Regions from separate parts of the Mus musculus genome. Here region 2 is linked to region 1. Evidence: chromatin contacts called from public HiChIP or PLAC-seq data. All regions are on one chromosome and are shown on one strand. Each heading gives the region's core, a stretch centred on a gene start, on an enhancer-like site or on the middle of the called end of the contact. The rest is flanking DNA. Distances are from core to core; before and after follow the strand shown.

What was found. HiChIP or PLAC-seq counts read pairs in DNA pulled down with a chosen protein or histone mark.
Region 2: a contact with region 1 is called in an H3K27ac HiChIP or PLAC-seq map of extraembryonic endoderm stem cells, with 5 times the contacts expected there. The contact joins the enhancer-like site here to the promoter of Saraf in region 1. A contact is called at or near these places in 2 of 39 promoter capture datasets (the SN4741 cell line and stem cell-derived epiblast-like cells) and 5 of 115 datasets of contacts at active chromatin or transcription factors (bone marrow-derived macrophages, double positive thymocytes, extraembryonic endoderm stem cells and 2 more).

What each region holds. Positions count from the first base shown.
Region 1 is chr8:34,150,563-34,158,454 of GRCm38.p6, reverse strand. It overlaps Saraf (store-operated calcium entry-associated regulatory factor), which reads right to left and starts at 3,876. Exons shown (of 6, transcript NM_026432.4): 1 at 3,619-3,876. The coding sequence starts at 3,724.
Region 2 is chr8:34,575,126-34,583,017 of GRCm38.p6, reverse strand. No RefSeq gene overlaps it. Among named protein-coding and RNA genes, the nearest start is that of Gm46068, 6.0 kb to the left of the region's middle. Within about 2 kb of position 4,752, at least 24 of the 459 cell types and tissues checked have an H3K27ac peak or open chromatin away from gene starts, as enhancers often do. A contact at or near this core is called in extraembryonic endoderm stem cells, where this site is marked.

The DNA.
Region 1 (7,892 bases), core at 2,627-5,126:
AACTGTTTTCACTTTCCTTTTCTAGACACGGAGTAACTAGCGGTCAAACTCTGGGACAGTGCCAAGATCATTACACAAATTGTTCTTCAATCCAAGTGGGCAAAGGGTAACTTCACAAGAAAGAGAAGGCCAATTTAACACACTGACTAACCATCATGGTAGAAACAGAATAAACTGATTTTGTGTCTCTTATGAAATCAAAAGAATTTACTTTATCACTCGAATGGTTAGCCTTGGCTACAAAGAAGTTTAAGGTCAGCCTAGGCTACATAAGCCTATGTCTCAAAAAATGAAAAGGAAAGCAAAATAAAACAACCCATAGAGACCCTATCTCAACTAAAATTAAGAAAATAAATAAATAAGATATAAACCATTGAGTTCAATTCTGAGTGCAATCAGCAGTAGCCCTGATCAGACGCGTAAGGAAACTTCTGGAGTTCACACTGAAGACTCTTTACTAATGAATGCTTGACTTCAACTTTACCAAAAACTGCATCTTCACTACCGAGTGTTAACAAGGACTGCAGACAGACACAATACCTAACCTAGCGACAGCAAGAAGGAAAGAAAGTATGTCTCTAATGAGTGGAGATAAGGTAACTGACAGTGCAACAGAAGGAAATCCACCTGCCGCCTGTACGAACCAATTCCCTGTGAGACAAAGATCGAGAATGTAAACACATTGGGAGCCCAGGCAGAATCACCTTGTCAGGGCTAGTGACATATGAAACAGTGCCTCCAAAAAAAAAAAAAGGTCTGTCGGGTAGGGTAGGAGAGATGGCTGATGGCTGAGCAGGTAAGAGCATATACTGCTCTTCCTGAGGACCTGAATTCAAGTCCCAGCGCCCATATTAAGTGGCTTCCACATGCCTGTAAACCCAGCTCTGAAGTATCTCACACCTCTGACCTCTGTGGATATAAGTAAAACAATTACAATAAACCCTTTTTTAAAATCTAAAATTTCTAAGAACTATATTAAAGTTTGTTATACTAAATCCAATTACTACCTCATACATAAAAAAACTAAAACAATGAAAATGATCTATGACTTTAGAAGAAACACTTAATACTCTAAGAGTAATAATTGAATTTATCAAAGGACAATTTAATAATGCAAAAACCACTGAACTAAATTGGCCTCACCAACTTAACATGACTTTGGCCAAGGCAATAAATTTGTCTGTTCATAAGTTTCATCACCTATAAAGTTAAGATTGTGGCCTTTGAATTTATTGTTAACCTTAAATACAATTCATTAAAACTGACTGCTAGAAAATATTAAGAACTATATACACAGGAGTATAATTATCATAACCCCAAAGCACCATTCTCTAGAGAGCTTTCAAGGTTAAGAACAAATTACCGGCCCCAACTTGTTACACCAGACAAAGCACACAAAGAATCCTCTGAACTCCAGACTCCTAATTCAAAAATCTTTCCTCAGGTGTCAGGTTTAAGATAACGAAAGGCCCCTAACCCAATTCTCCCTACACTTGGCAGCATTTCAGGAAACTGATTAACACTTTAGTCACTCTAGCCAAGCCAGAAGGTCTGCCCATCCTTATCTGCCCCTAAAAAAAAAAAAAGGAAAAGCATGGGGTTTGCCTGTGCAGCCCTGGCTGTCTTGGGACTTGCTGTCTAGATCCAGCTGGCCTTCACTTCAGAGATCCCATGACCTCTGCATCCCAGGGCTGGGATTGAAGGTATGCCCCTCACTGCCACCCCCAGCCCTTATCTGCCCCTTCACACCCAATCACAATACCCAACTTCAAAACCTGTGAGATAATCCAACTCTATTGGCTCCTCCCCACCTAAGGAGGTCACTGCTCTGAGAACCTACTATAAAAATCACCTTTCACTGGCCTGTTTCCCTCCCACCTACATTTCAGCCTGCTTTCCAAATGACAGCCCACATGAACTCTCATATTTTTAAATCGTATCATTTACACCTCCCACCCTTTAGGTTTCTGAAAAACATCACTTTAATGGTGGAAATTTTTAAAGTTCCCTTCTGCCTTCAAACCAGTGTCCGTAACTGATTTCACTACATGACACTCTCAGCATCCAAACACAGAGAGCTTGGGCAGGCAGCCTTCATCAGGCTTCAAACCTTTAATGCAGTTAGTTCCTCATGCTATGGTGGCTCCAAACATAAAATTCTCTTCACTGCTACTTCATAACTGTAATTTTGCTACTGTTATGAGTAGTAATCTAAGTATCTGTTTTCCAAAGGTGACCCCTTGTGAAAGGGTCATTTGCCCTTCCCCAAGGGATTTCGACCCACAGGTTAAGAACCCCTGGCTTAAAGGAATATTCAAGAAAAAAAATGAAAATGTTTAAGTAATCTTTGAATGGTGCTTTTTTTCTCTCCCAGATGTATTAATAAGTGTTTACAGAAAGGAAACAAAAAATAAATTAAGGAGTTGCTTGACTACACCTTAATAATCGATACTCCAATCAGGTACCTTCATACAACAGTTCCTAAACGTCTTAAAATGAGGTAGAAACCAATTGAGTTAACGATGCAAAATATTTTGGTGCTTTTCGTTCCAGAACAATAATTTTACAGCAAAAGTAGAGTAAGAACCACCAGGAAGTGGTTCACCATTAATTTAAATGTGGTTGTGTTTCTCCTTATAATTCCCCTGAGCCTACATCTCCAAAGTTCCCCAGATTTTCAATGAATTGTAATCAAGTCTCTTGGTTTTTCACACAACCTTCTAGGATTACTTGGGCAAAGTGTACAGGCAATTTATTCCAAACAGCATGGCAAGGCATACTTATCAAGTTAAAGCTCAGTCAGTCGGCCGTGCAGAGCAACTGCACTGACCCACTTCAGCACGCACGAACAAAATTATCTTTCAAAAATAAACCTGTTGTTTAAATTCAAAACCACGAACAAAATTATCTTTCAAAAATAAACCTGTTGATTAAATTCAAAATCCAGGCATACACTGCCATTGCTGTATTTTCCATGCCTGACAGCTTTCCACTCCAAGCCAAAAAAAAAAAAAAATGTCATTTTAATTGTCATTTAAATGTCATTTAAATTTAAGAGTTTATTTCTACATTTTAATAACAGAGGGAGGGGGTCCGCGAGCGAGAGCGCTCCCCATCAAACCAATTTGCATGTATTTTTACATAAAAGTTAAGAAATTGTATTTTAGATTTCACCATGCATGCATGGTGAAAAGTATGAAGAAAGCTAGTATAAACAACGCAGTTTGCGGCACTAATTAGAATAAACAGCAGGAATCCAGGTTTGCTGTCCTGGCCCCTACTCGGGACTCAGACCACTGGGTGCATGGTAACGACGAGCCATAGCAACAGGCAGCCATGACAACAGTGGGCGATGATGACATCGAACAGCCATGATAACAAGACAAGATGCGCAGGTAGAGAGTCAAACTTGTCATCAGGACTCAAGGATGCGGCCTACAGAACAAGAAAAGCGGACCATCTGGGAGTCCGAGGACCTGGAGAACTTTTCAGAACGGATTCGTGCGCCCCGCCCACTCCTAGAGGCAAAGCAAAGAAGCCAGGAGAAGACAGACAGGAGGAAAGTGGTCCAAAGGGGGTAGTGATGAAGAGGCCGGGCACCCGCAGGGCGGCACTCACCAGGGTCGTTCCAGCCCAGCGCAGGGCCGGCTACCAGCAGGAGTGACAGCAGGAGCAACAGCGGGCAGCGCAGGGCTCTCGGGCGGCCGACAGCGGCCACAGCCATGGCGCTGGGTGAAGACGGCGCTCGGTGGCCCGAGACCCGCTGCGGAAGTCGGCCAGCCGCTGCGCAGCGACCACAGGAACCCACCATAAAAGGGACCACCTGACAGCAGCAAGACGCGACGTTACTTTGTCCTGCGCCAATCTGACGTCACTGCCGCTGCGGCACGTAGGCGTCCGTGACTGGTCGCGTTCGGCCCCGCCCCTAGCGTGGCACCGCCTTGTGGGCGGGACCAGACAGGGCGCTGTCGCGTGGGCGGAGTCTCGGGGCAGACACCTTCTGACTTGTCAGTACCGTGGTACCCTAGCGAGTGCTCAAATGTTCCGGAAGGTTCGTTCAGTGCAAAGCTGCCAAAGTTTTAGAAGTTAGAAACTTTCTGAAAGGGAAATCGAGGAAATAATCTAATAATACTTAAATTCAAAATTCCAGTAATCTTTCTGTAGGGCGTTATTTTGCAGGTTGGGGACCTGCTTAAGATTGATGTTCAGTTACCATGTACTAAAAGGGAATCAGGCAGAAAGGCACCAAGGGAATGACTTTGTGATTTCTGAGCATGGACCCTTCGCACAGTTCAACCACCCAGACAAAAACGTTTCTCTGTGCTTTGAAGTCTGGTGCGAGTCTGAGTTTCTTGGATGCGGTCATTCAACAAGTACATGTTGAATACCTAATATAACATAAAATACAAAATAAGACAGCCACTGTTTTAGCCATGGAAAATAACAAGGTCCTCGTATTCGGTAAGCTTAAGATGATATAGCACAGGACAAAAAAAATAAGAATAATAATTAGTAAGTTTGTTATCAAAAATAAAACAAGATAATACACACTGAGAGGCAAATTCTGGAAGGGCCCGCCTAGGGGAATTACTTTGAAGCTTGAGATGTGAATAATAAGAAAAGAACTCATTAAAAAAAAAAAAAAAGGTAGAGGTCTTGGCTGGAGAGTTGGCTCAGCAGTTAAGGGCACTGACTGCTCTTGCAGAGGTCCTGAGTTCAATTCCCAGCAACCACATGGTGACTCACAACCATCTGTAATGGGATCTGATGCCCTCTTCTGGTGTGTCTGAAGACAGCTGTAGTGTACTCGTATGAATAAAATAAATTAATCTTAAAAAAAAAAAGTAGAAATCTAACCTCATGGCCAGTGGCTTAGTGGTTAACATCTCACCCCACCTCCACTCACCCCTCACCTCATTCCATCCCCCCCTCTCCCCCACCCAGTACCCCAATACCCTGCTCTGGCTATGTTTTCAGAAGCAGTCAGTCATCCACACAGCCTTTTTAGGTTGAGATTCTAACACACTTGTCAGAACCTACCTGGCAGGTACTGTACTAGACAGTGTAGATACAATGGAGAACTTTAAAGTTGGAGGCATGAGATAGGCAAACAAGACCAGTGAAACTAAGTTTCTAGGAAACTAAGAACAGGAGATGGAACACGGGAGCTCTGGATGGAACCCAGCAATCTTAAAATTCCAAACAGATAATACATGGTTCTGTCCTTCACTGACTGAGTTGGAGGCGAGTGCTAAGTGTACAAGCAGGCAGGCCAAGTAGACAAGAGATAGCCACACTCAAAGTTCAAAGCTAATGTAAAATCCAGCTGGTTTTGATGCCATAGAAAGAGGCAGATAGACATAAAATTTAGACAAGACAAAGAGGAGCGAAGGGACAACCTATGAGATTATACTGCTGTTTTTCTTTTCTTTTTTCTAGGGGGTGAAAGGTCAAGATTTTATTGTCTTCATAACAAAATTGTCTTAGAACTTGATCACTTGGTCCTTTCTCTTCTTATCTCCTCCCAGTTCAAAATGCTCACTTAATAGCCAGCATCCTCTTAGATCTGCAGTTGGACTCGATGCACTCCAGGCTCAGCACAATCTTCTTTGTCGTTGCCTTTTTGGGAAAAATAGGCTTAATCTGCCCACTATAGCCACTCTGTTTCCTGTCTTTCCCTGGACATACAAAGAATCCTCGCTCTTCTCGTACTGTGTCGCCTTCTGGGCTTGGTGCTTCCCACATTTCTTGCAGAATGTCCGGCGGTGTAGACAGCCGGGCGCCATGCGCCGGCCTCCGGTACACCGTCGCTGCTAGCTCATATCTGCCGCCAACCCCTCCCGAGCGGGTGCATACAAATCAAAGTGCCAGCAGACTGGCCAATCCCAGGAGGACACATAGCTCTCCCCAGTGCTGGGGTGTATATAAGCTGTCCTCCCTGGGTTTCCGGAGGTTCCTGTAGCATCAAGGTGTTCCTGAAATAAAAAAGGCTGTTGAGAAGAATCCGACCGTGTTGCGTTTTTTTTCTTGCTGGACGAGGTGAGCTCTAAACGGCGGGTCTTAGGTATTTTCACCATGTTCGCAGGAGTGCTATCAGCTCAGAAAACTGTACTGCTGTTTCTATCTTGAGTTGAAGATCCTAGAAATACTTTTAAAAGTGATCCCTGGTAAAGTAAGCAAGCAAGGGGAGCAGTGAGGTGGCGCTACAGATAAAGACCCTTTTGCCACAAAGTCTTCATTTTGATCCTTGACACCCATACGTACTGGTTAGTGGTGGTGGTTTGCAGGGGATGGGAGGGGTGTTGTGTTTGTTTGTTTGTTTGTCAACTTGACGTAAAAGCTAAAATCATATGGGAAGAGGGAATCTCACCAGACTGGTCAGTAGACGAGTCTGTAGGAACGTTTTCTTAATCAATAACTGATGGGAGGGCCCGACTCACTCGGGGTCTTGTCAGAACAGAGGCGGATGGTTCTGGGCTGTGTAAGAAAGCGAGCTGAAGCTGGGCGGTGGTGGCGCACGCCTTTAATCCCAGCACTCGGGAGGCAGAGGCAGGCGGATTTCTGAGTTTGAGGCCAGCCTGGTCTACAAAGTGAGTTCCAGGACAGCCAGGGCTACACAGAGAAACCCTGTCTCAGGAAAAAAAAAAAAAAAAAAAAAAAAAAAAAAAAAAAAAAAAAAAGCTGGTAAGCACGGTTGCTCCAATGGCCTCTGCTTCAGTTCCTGCCTTCGGGTTCCTACCTTTGAGTTTCTGCCCTGACTTTCCTCAAAGAAGGAAACGATGACTGAGCTATAAGATGAAACAAACTCCTCCCCAAGTTGCTTTTGGTCAGAAAATAATAATCACAGCAGTAAAAAGAAAATTAGGACACCATATTAAGGATAAAGGCGAGAACTCCATAAAGTTCTCTTCTGACCGCTACATGGTATACCTCTCCATAAACAGAGAGAGAGAGAGAGAGAGAGAGAGAGAGAGAGAGAGAGAGAGAGAGAGAGAGAATTAAAAAAAGAGTAAAAGAAGGAAACAAAAGGGAGGTAGCAATATGGTATTGGGAGAGACAGTGATCCGTATTGGTCACTGTTGCTGGAAAATTAGAGCAAGAATAAAGGTGGCTTTCAGATTTGGGAATGTAGAATTGCCTAAAACTTTACAAAACAAAAAACAAACAAACAAAAAAAACCTTCCATTATCTGAGCCCCCATCATAACATTCTAGACTGTGATTTTAAAACATGAAAGGGTGTCCTAATTTATATTCTAATGGGAACTGAGCTAAATAACAGGTGCTCTTGACAGAAAGCAGGTGGTATGATGGGTATTGCCATGATGACTAGAATGGTTAGGTAAGATCCTTGCAGAAGTCGGGTGGGGCTGGGATCTAAATCACATGATCCTATGGGAGGAGGGATTCTCTCCTCCTCTCTATTGGCACATATTTATGTGATATAATGTGTCATGGAAGAATTTGTCTACACAGCAAACAGATCTCAACTGGATACCACTCTGCTCTCATTGACATCATTTTAATTCTGGTACGTCTGCTGTGAGTGTCAGATTTCATAGGTTCAGTGCTAAGTCTATACAAGAGTCACTTGCTTGGGCTGGTGAGATGGCTCAGTGGGTAAGAACACCCGACTGCTCTTCTGAAGGTCCAAAGTTCAAATCCCAGCAACCACATGGTGGCTCACAACCATGGAGTGTCTGAAGACAGCTACAGTGTACTTACATGTAATAAATAAATAAATAAATAAATAAATAAATAAATAAATAAACCTTAAAAAAAAGTCACTGGCTCACCAGCTGTAAATCAACAGTTCCTGTCACACACACACACACACTATGCAAGTATGCCTGGAACGTGCTTCAGAATAAAATGATGAAAAAATATGGTGAA
Region 2 (7,892 bases), core at 3,503-6,002, 420 kb before region 1:
GTTCCTGCATGGCTTATTGAACATATTTCTCTTCCTCTCCTTCTTCCTCCTCCTTGGTGTGTGTGTGTGCGTGCGTGTGTGTGTGTGTGTGTGTGTGTGTGTGTGTGTGTGTGTGTGATGATTGTCTAGTCTTTCTAATGTCTTAAGTACTGATATCTTATCTACCTAACTTCCAGTAACATTCAGATGTTAGTGTCAGAGTTCGATGGAAGAACAAAGGCGTGTTTGAATCTCACCGGTTTGCTGGATGATGGTTTATTTGTATCTTTTTTATTGGTTATTTTATTTATTTACAATTCAAATGTTATCCCCCTTCCCAGTTTCCCCTCTGAAAACCCCCTCCCCCCTCCCCACTGCTTCTATGAAGATGCTCCACCACCCACTCACTCTCGCCTCATTGCCCTAGCATTCCCCTACACTAGGGCACAGAGCCTTCACAGGACCAAGGACCTCTCCTCTCATTGATGTCTGACAAAGCCTCCCTCTGCTACATATGCAGCTGGAGCCATGGGTCAATCCATGTGTACTCTTTGGTTGGTGGTTTAGTCCATGGAACTCTGGGGGTGGGGGGACCTGGTTGGTTGATACTATTGTTCTTCCTATGGGGTTTCAAACCTTTCAGCTCCTTCAGTCCTTCCCCTAACTCCTCCACTGGGGACCCTGTGTTCAGTCCAATGCTTGGCTGCGAGCATCTGCATCCGGGTTTATTTGTATCGTAGCCTGTAAGTGTCAGACTTCTTCAGCATTGTTATAGCAATTTCTACCATAAATTAAAAAGCCTGCTATGGAGAAACTCCACATACCAGACTATGCCAACCTTTCTTCCACTGACTGAAAGGGACTAACAAAATTCTGGCTTCTCTCACACAGAGAGACATGTAAGACTCCTTTGAGATCTTATGTGAGAGCCCAAGGTACTGAAAAAAAAAAAGAAAAGAAAAAAGAGAGAGAGATTGTGTCTTTGATTACATTTTTGGAATAAAGAAGGTCTCTTCTTACCCCGAAACACAGCAATTCCACTTCAAGAATGTATTACAGTGGGTTAAATACCCAAACCTTCAACCCTGGCCTGTTGACAGGATGGGAGAACAGACTGGCAGGAGACAGCCTCTCCTCAGCTCATCAGAACGCATCCCTTTCTTACCAGAGATGGGCACTTTTTAAAAATGGTTGCTTGTTTTTTTCTAAATCTGTGAGAGCACAAACACATAGAGACATGATTTTTTTTTTGCATGTACTCTTTAAATAAAACCAAACTAGGTCTGTTACTCTGCAATTCTTAATTTTCAAATTACAATAAATGTTGATGATCCATCTGCAGCAGAGCAGATGCCCAGCTCATGCCCTCTACCTATGGCACTACAGTCTATAACACATTTGTTACCAAGGATGGATGTGTTACGGCTTTTCTTTTCCTTCCCATATGATAGGAATTTAATCTGGGTCTAGTCTTCTGCTGTCAGATCCCATAATGCTGCCGTGAATGGCTTGCTTGGTTCTTTATAAATATCATGTCTACTCTCTGCATAAATGCTTCCAAGTGAATTTGACATATGAAAGAATGCATTCATGTTAAATAGTGATAACCTCTACCAAACTGTCTATCACAAAAATGACACCTGCTTACTTCCCAACTCATACTAAACTGGAATTCCATTTTCTATCCTCCTGTCAGCACAGAATCATATTACCAACCCAATGTTCTACTTACTTGACAGACAACAAATACATCTTTATGGAGTTTAAATGTTAAGCCTCTGATAACAGGTTTTACTTTCACCTGTTTTTATTAGACATTTCCTCTGTGTTCATATTTTTAGGTTGTTTCTCTCAGTTAATGATTTATAAGATTGTTAACAATATGTATTATTGATTATTGGTCCTTTCTTACATATTTAAGAAGTTATCTTCACCAATCAGAAGGGGTCTCTAGAAGTCTTTCTAATTATTCCTAAAGTTTTCTTTCTTTTTACCTTTAGCACATTTATATTTAATATAGCCACTACTTATTTCTATTTTTAGTGTGAGATAAAGGTTTAACATAAAAAAAAAATTGCCAAATCCACAACAGTTGCTCATATACTGCTACTTACATCCATTATCTCTATCCTACATGTGATGTTGTCAGCCCTTGGCATACATGGAGAATAGATCCAGGATGCCTATAAATGTAATTCTTGGGGGGTTTCTTAGCCTCCTTAATGCCTATATAACTTCAGGGCATTTCTATGCTTCCCCTAGCCAGTTTTAGCTCCTGAATACAGAGACTTGGTATATTTATTAAGTCTGCAAGCTTAAGCTGGGTAGGTTCTGAGCTACTCTGGCCTGACTAGGCTATTTATTACCCAGCAACATGTCCCATTACATGCCATCTGATCTTGCCTTGGCTCGCTCTGTCCATGTGTGTCCTCCTGACTGTTGTTCTTTCATTGAGACCTCATGGTAAATCCTCTTAGTCTTTCCTATCCTCATGGTCCTCTATTCCCCCCCCCCCTCTCTGGGACTCACTGATTCAGATCAGAAGTCCCACCCTATTCTCTTCTTCACAGCTAATTGGCTCATCAGCTCTTTTATTAACCAATCAGGGGTGTTGGAAGACAACTTTTGCATAACATAAAGACTGGCGATGATTGACCATACCATTGTCTGTACTGCAACGGGCCATCTGGGCATAGAATTCAGCATTTGAATACACAGTGCCTCAAACCATCCCTCAACAACCCCAGTCATAACCAAATCTACAAACACTCCAATCCCTTACATAATGGTAGAGAATTTGCATATAAACTATGCATATCTTCCTACACACCGCAAATCATTCCTAGATGATTACAATAACTAGTGAGGTGGAAATACAAGTTGGACGCTAATCTTTTGAAACACCAAGCCCCAAATTAAATGCTTTTATTTATAAGGTGTCTTGGTCATGGTGTTTCATCACAGTAACAGACAGTAACTAATCTAGAGGAAGGAGGTAGAGAGTTAAGAATCTTTATCTGAAGACCTTGTTGGATCTGTGTTGGGCAGAGGCATAAATGAGCAGCTACTTCAACAGATAAATGTTGATCAAAATACCATTTCAGGAGGCCTGAATGTTTTCTCTTTTAACAGCATGCTCTCCTTTAATTTTAGCTCCCTTTTCTTAGCAGCATTTCTCAGAAAAGCCACGACTAGGCCACAAAGTCAATTCTACTTTTTAAACTTGGTTCTAGTTTTCTCCTTGGGAAGGGTTGAGTCTCTGGTTTTCAGAGACAAACTAGGTAAGGTGGTAACAGCACATGCTGAGAATGCTGTGAGGTGCTCTGAGGATGTGGGTGATGTCAGAAGGAAGATGGGAAGGGCAAAGGAAGGGAGAAGGGAGTCTTTCTGAGCATCTGTGGTGTGCAGGCACCATGCGAAGAGCTTCACACCATCCACCTGGGTGATTTTTCAGTGACCTTTCAATAAAATGTTATAATCTTTACTTTCTGTGTAAATAAACAGATTAATCACAGAAGTAATTAACTTCCTCCAGGCAGCACAGATAGGAGATGGAATTGTGAGAACCAAAAGTCTGCATGGGGTCAAGCCCAGAGATCCTTCTTTTCCTAGTTAGGATGAAGGGATGGGATGGAAGACCAATGGAACTAACATCTGGACCACATTTGCTTCAAATAGGAACTACTTGTACCACTTCCACAGTAACTTCTCACCTTCTTCCAGATTCTGGGAACGTGAGCCCAGGCTGGCTCACATGTCTGAAGAAGCTACAGCCCCCCACCCATGTCACCCTGGAAAAGAAGGGTTCATAGAGCCTCAGCATACTCATTCCTCTCAACTCAGCTTTGATAGACCTTGTTCTTCCGTCTTCCTGGTTTGGAATCATGGTTTTAATTCATGTGAGATATGAAACACATTAGCGATCCGTGAAAGGGAACAACATAGGTTTACTTGTAATATTTCTTACACCTTAATTCTCAGTTCCACTATTCATAAGCAATATGACTGACTGCTCATGAAGACTGCTCTTAAAATCTCGAGAGATAAGCTTTGTAGCAATAGAAGACATCTCACTCGCTGGCCAGGTCTAGTGATGCACACCCACAATCTGTCATCTACTCAGGGTACTGAAGCTGAAGACTCCCAAATTCAGAACCTGCCTGGATTACAGAGTGAGCCCAAGGTTAGCCTGAGTAATTTTACAGAGGCACCGCTGTCTCCTAATGAGACAAGGCTTGCGCTGGAACTCAATGCAAGTATGCTTAGTTACCTTGTGTTAGGTTCTGGCTTTGATCCTTAGCACCACACAACGGAGACAGATGATAGGTAAATAGACCAACTGACCATCTGACCAACCGATGGTCCGGCAGACAGACATTATCTCAGGGTCTGGCACATGCTAAGCAAGCACTCTGCCCTAAACCTGTATCTGCAGTTTGGGATATAACTTGAATTACTCAGGAAGAGATTTTCCTTGATAGAACTTATGCTTCCTTTTCAAGTCAGCTATTCGCCTAGAGATTGGAATAGAGAGACTCCATACAAATCGTGGAAATTGAAGTTCCAAAGGCTACATTCAGCCATTGTCTGCTCCTCCTGCTTGGCCTTTCCTTCTGGCTCTTTAGGTTGCTAAGTTATTATTTCTGAACTCGCCCTTGTGCTGGGGCTGTGGGACTATTGTTGGCTCCCGAGGAAACAATAAGCCTAGGGATGCCAGGCCCCCTGCTTCTCCTCACACTGTTTACTTTGCTAGGAATGTGGTCCCTCCTATGTTTACGGATCAAATGCCCCACCCAGCTCCAGGCTCTGTGTAAACATCCCCTCCTCCCTGCAAGCTTGATTGGCTTCCACCTGCCAATCACAAGACAGCAAGGTAGTGACCAAGAGCAAGGACTGTGGGACAGCCACAGTTCGTGCCCCTGGTTAGCCACTAGGACTATGAATGATTTTCTCACTTTCTTTTTTCCTTTTGATTTTTCCAGAAAGGGTTTCTCTGTATAGCCCTGGCTGTCCTGGAACTCACTCTGTAGACCAGGCTGGCCTCAAACTCAGAAATCCTCCTGCCTCTGCCTCCCAAGTGTTGGGATTAAAGGCGTACACCACCACTGCCCAGCATTTTTCTCATTTTCTATGAGTCCATAAACAGGATTAATAATACTACATACTTTCTAGTTACTAGAGAATTAAATAAGCCAACACAAACCTGATGTCTAGAATAGCACACAATACATTGTTAGAAGTAACATGTCCCTGTCCAAACTACCACAGCCATGGAACTAAGTCTTCTATGTGATTACTAGTCTCTACTTCCAGCTACACAAATGATCACCTCTCCTTTTTTAGAGTGAAAGTGTCTCTGGATGTTTTAGCTTTGTCTCCCTTGCACTATCTCACACCAAGCAGGTCCGTCATCAGTAACTATAAAATGATTTCCACAGGAATTCTTGTGGTTTGAGCCTCCATTGCTAGTGTTTGAGCCATAACTCAAAATGAGTATCATCTTCCCTAGTCATAAGGCATTTGCTCTTTCTCCCATCACAGCCTTGGATGGTACTCTTGATAAGGTACCTCCTTTTGGAGAAAGTTCAATAATATGTTCATCCTGGAGCTTGGGTTGTAGTAAGAAACTACTTCCCAGGATGCTTTGCAACGTAGACATGGGATTTAGAAAGCTTTGTCAGCTTAACCAGGCATAGTTCATTTGTTCCTGGAGGCCTGGCTCACTGAACAAAAAAAGGCAAAGCATGATTTTTTATTAAGAAATAGATCTCTGAAGGAGCTGCTTAAAAACTCTTTTTGGAAGGTTAGAATATTCTCTTTCTAATATGGAAGTTGATTTGGTACACAAAATCTGCACTATCCAAAGAATCAATGCTATCCAGTGAATCCATTGTGGAGTCAAAAATAAAGAGGTCAGAGGCTCAGGAGAGGTTGCTGGTTTTACCCATTGTCACCAGGGTAGGGGTTGTTTACTAGAAAGCACCAGACTCTCTGTTCCAACCTCCACTATGGACACACTGACAGTTTCTCACAGTTCCTGTCCCTCCCTAGTGTTCTAAGTCCCTAGTTGTCACTGAAGCATCTGTCAGGGCACCATTTCCCCACAGACAAATCTGTATCTGCTTCTGAGATTATGTTAGCTTTCATTTTGCATTCTAAGTAAAAGTATTCCTTAATGGAGACATTCTCTGTCTTGTGTTAATATTTAAGGAATGTTCTATTTTTATTGACAGTATGGGGAAGAAGAGATCAATATTATCCAAATTTACTTGGTTTCCTGCTAGTATCAAGTCCTGGTGACATCAAATTTTAATCTCATCCCATATTCTGGATGCTCCTCTTTGCATTTCTCCATTCATGAATAGAGCTTGCAACTTAATCTCATGAAATCTATCCATGCTTTCTAGTCAACCATCTGTTTACTCAATGTTGTATGTGTACAGTGTGTGTATGTGTGTGTGTGTGTGTGTGCCTGCCTGTGTATGCACACTTGTGTGCACGTGGATGCCAGAGGTCAACCTTGGGTACTGTTCTCTCTTGTTTTCTTTGACAGGGACTCATGCTGGTCTGGAAATCAGTGAGTAGACTCTAGCCTCTGCTTTCTCTTCACCACAGGGATTCCAAGTACACATGACCATGGTTGACATTAAAACAAAACAAAACAAAACAAAACAAAACAAAACAAAACAAAACAAAACATGGATTCTGAGCACTGAATTCAAGTCTTCATGCTTTAAGGAAAACCCTTTACTGACTAAGCTATCTTCCCAAACAATGACTTGGTTTATAAATTAATATAGCAGAAAGTTCTAATCTATACTAATAGAGGTCACTTCTCTAGTTTTTGAACATGTGACTTCAATGTTCCCAGTATGTAGGAGGAGACTGGGAAGTCATATTGCAGTATCTTTTTTTGTCCTGTTGAAATATGTCGAGCCAGGTAGTGGGGGCACATGCCTTTAATCCCAGCATTCGGGAGGCAGAGGCAGGTGGATTTCAGAGTTTGAGGTCAGCTTGGTCTACAAAGTAAGTTCCAGGACACCCAGGGCTACACAGAGAAACCCTGTCTTGAAAAATAAAACAAACAAACAAACAAAACAAAACAAACAAAAAAATTGAAATATGTCTGGATTACTTGGACGGTATTAAGACTCTGAGAATGTATCTTGAGAGCCTGCTGGTGGACCTTATCATTTGCTGTAATATCAAGCTTTTGTGGTTTGTAAAGGTCTCAAGAACAAAACAATGTAGTAAAAACCTGACAGTTACTTTCTGGAGCCTGGGAAGGGAAAACTAGTCAGAGGCATGGACAGCCATATGCAGTGTGGGCATGGGCTTTCCACCCATAAAAGACTTTACAGGAAAGCTTCAGACCTAAGTCAGAAGGTTGTAGGCATGTCTGGAGGGTACCGAAGCATCTGTGGGTAGAGAGAAAGAAAAAAGATGTGGGAACAGAGAGACTGTACTGTGCCGGGGGATGCTGAGCGACCGGTAGAAGTTAGAATGGATGCCACCATCTTTAGAGCGAGATGGTACATTTGGGAGCCTTCAGTGATCTTGCTTGGGTTGCTTTCTTCCTTGGCTCTCTGGTATGTATTTCCACAGAACTCACATTGAACTCTTAGCTGGTACATTAGCAGTCTAGACATTCCATTATTCTAAAGATTGTTATGAGTTTCCCATCAGCCACAGCCAGCTGTTTCATCTTTCTTGGGATGGAAGAGTTTCTCTGTTCACTGCTGTGAATGGAGTCGTCATTTCCATGTGAAAAGTATCCACATTTACAGCGAGTGCTCGGTTTTGATAAACTCCAGGGACAGGCATGTCTGAGCAGGCATCAGCTGAATAACTAACAGCTCCCCAGAGGAGACCGGCTTTTGTCCACTACACGCTACGTTCTGTCTAGCGTATAG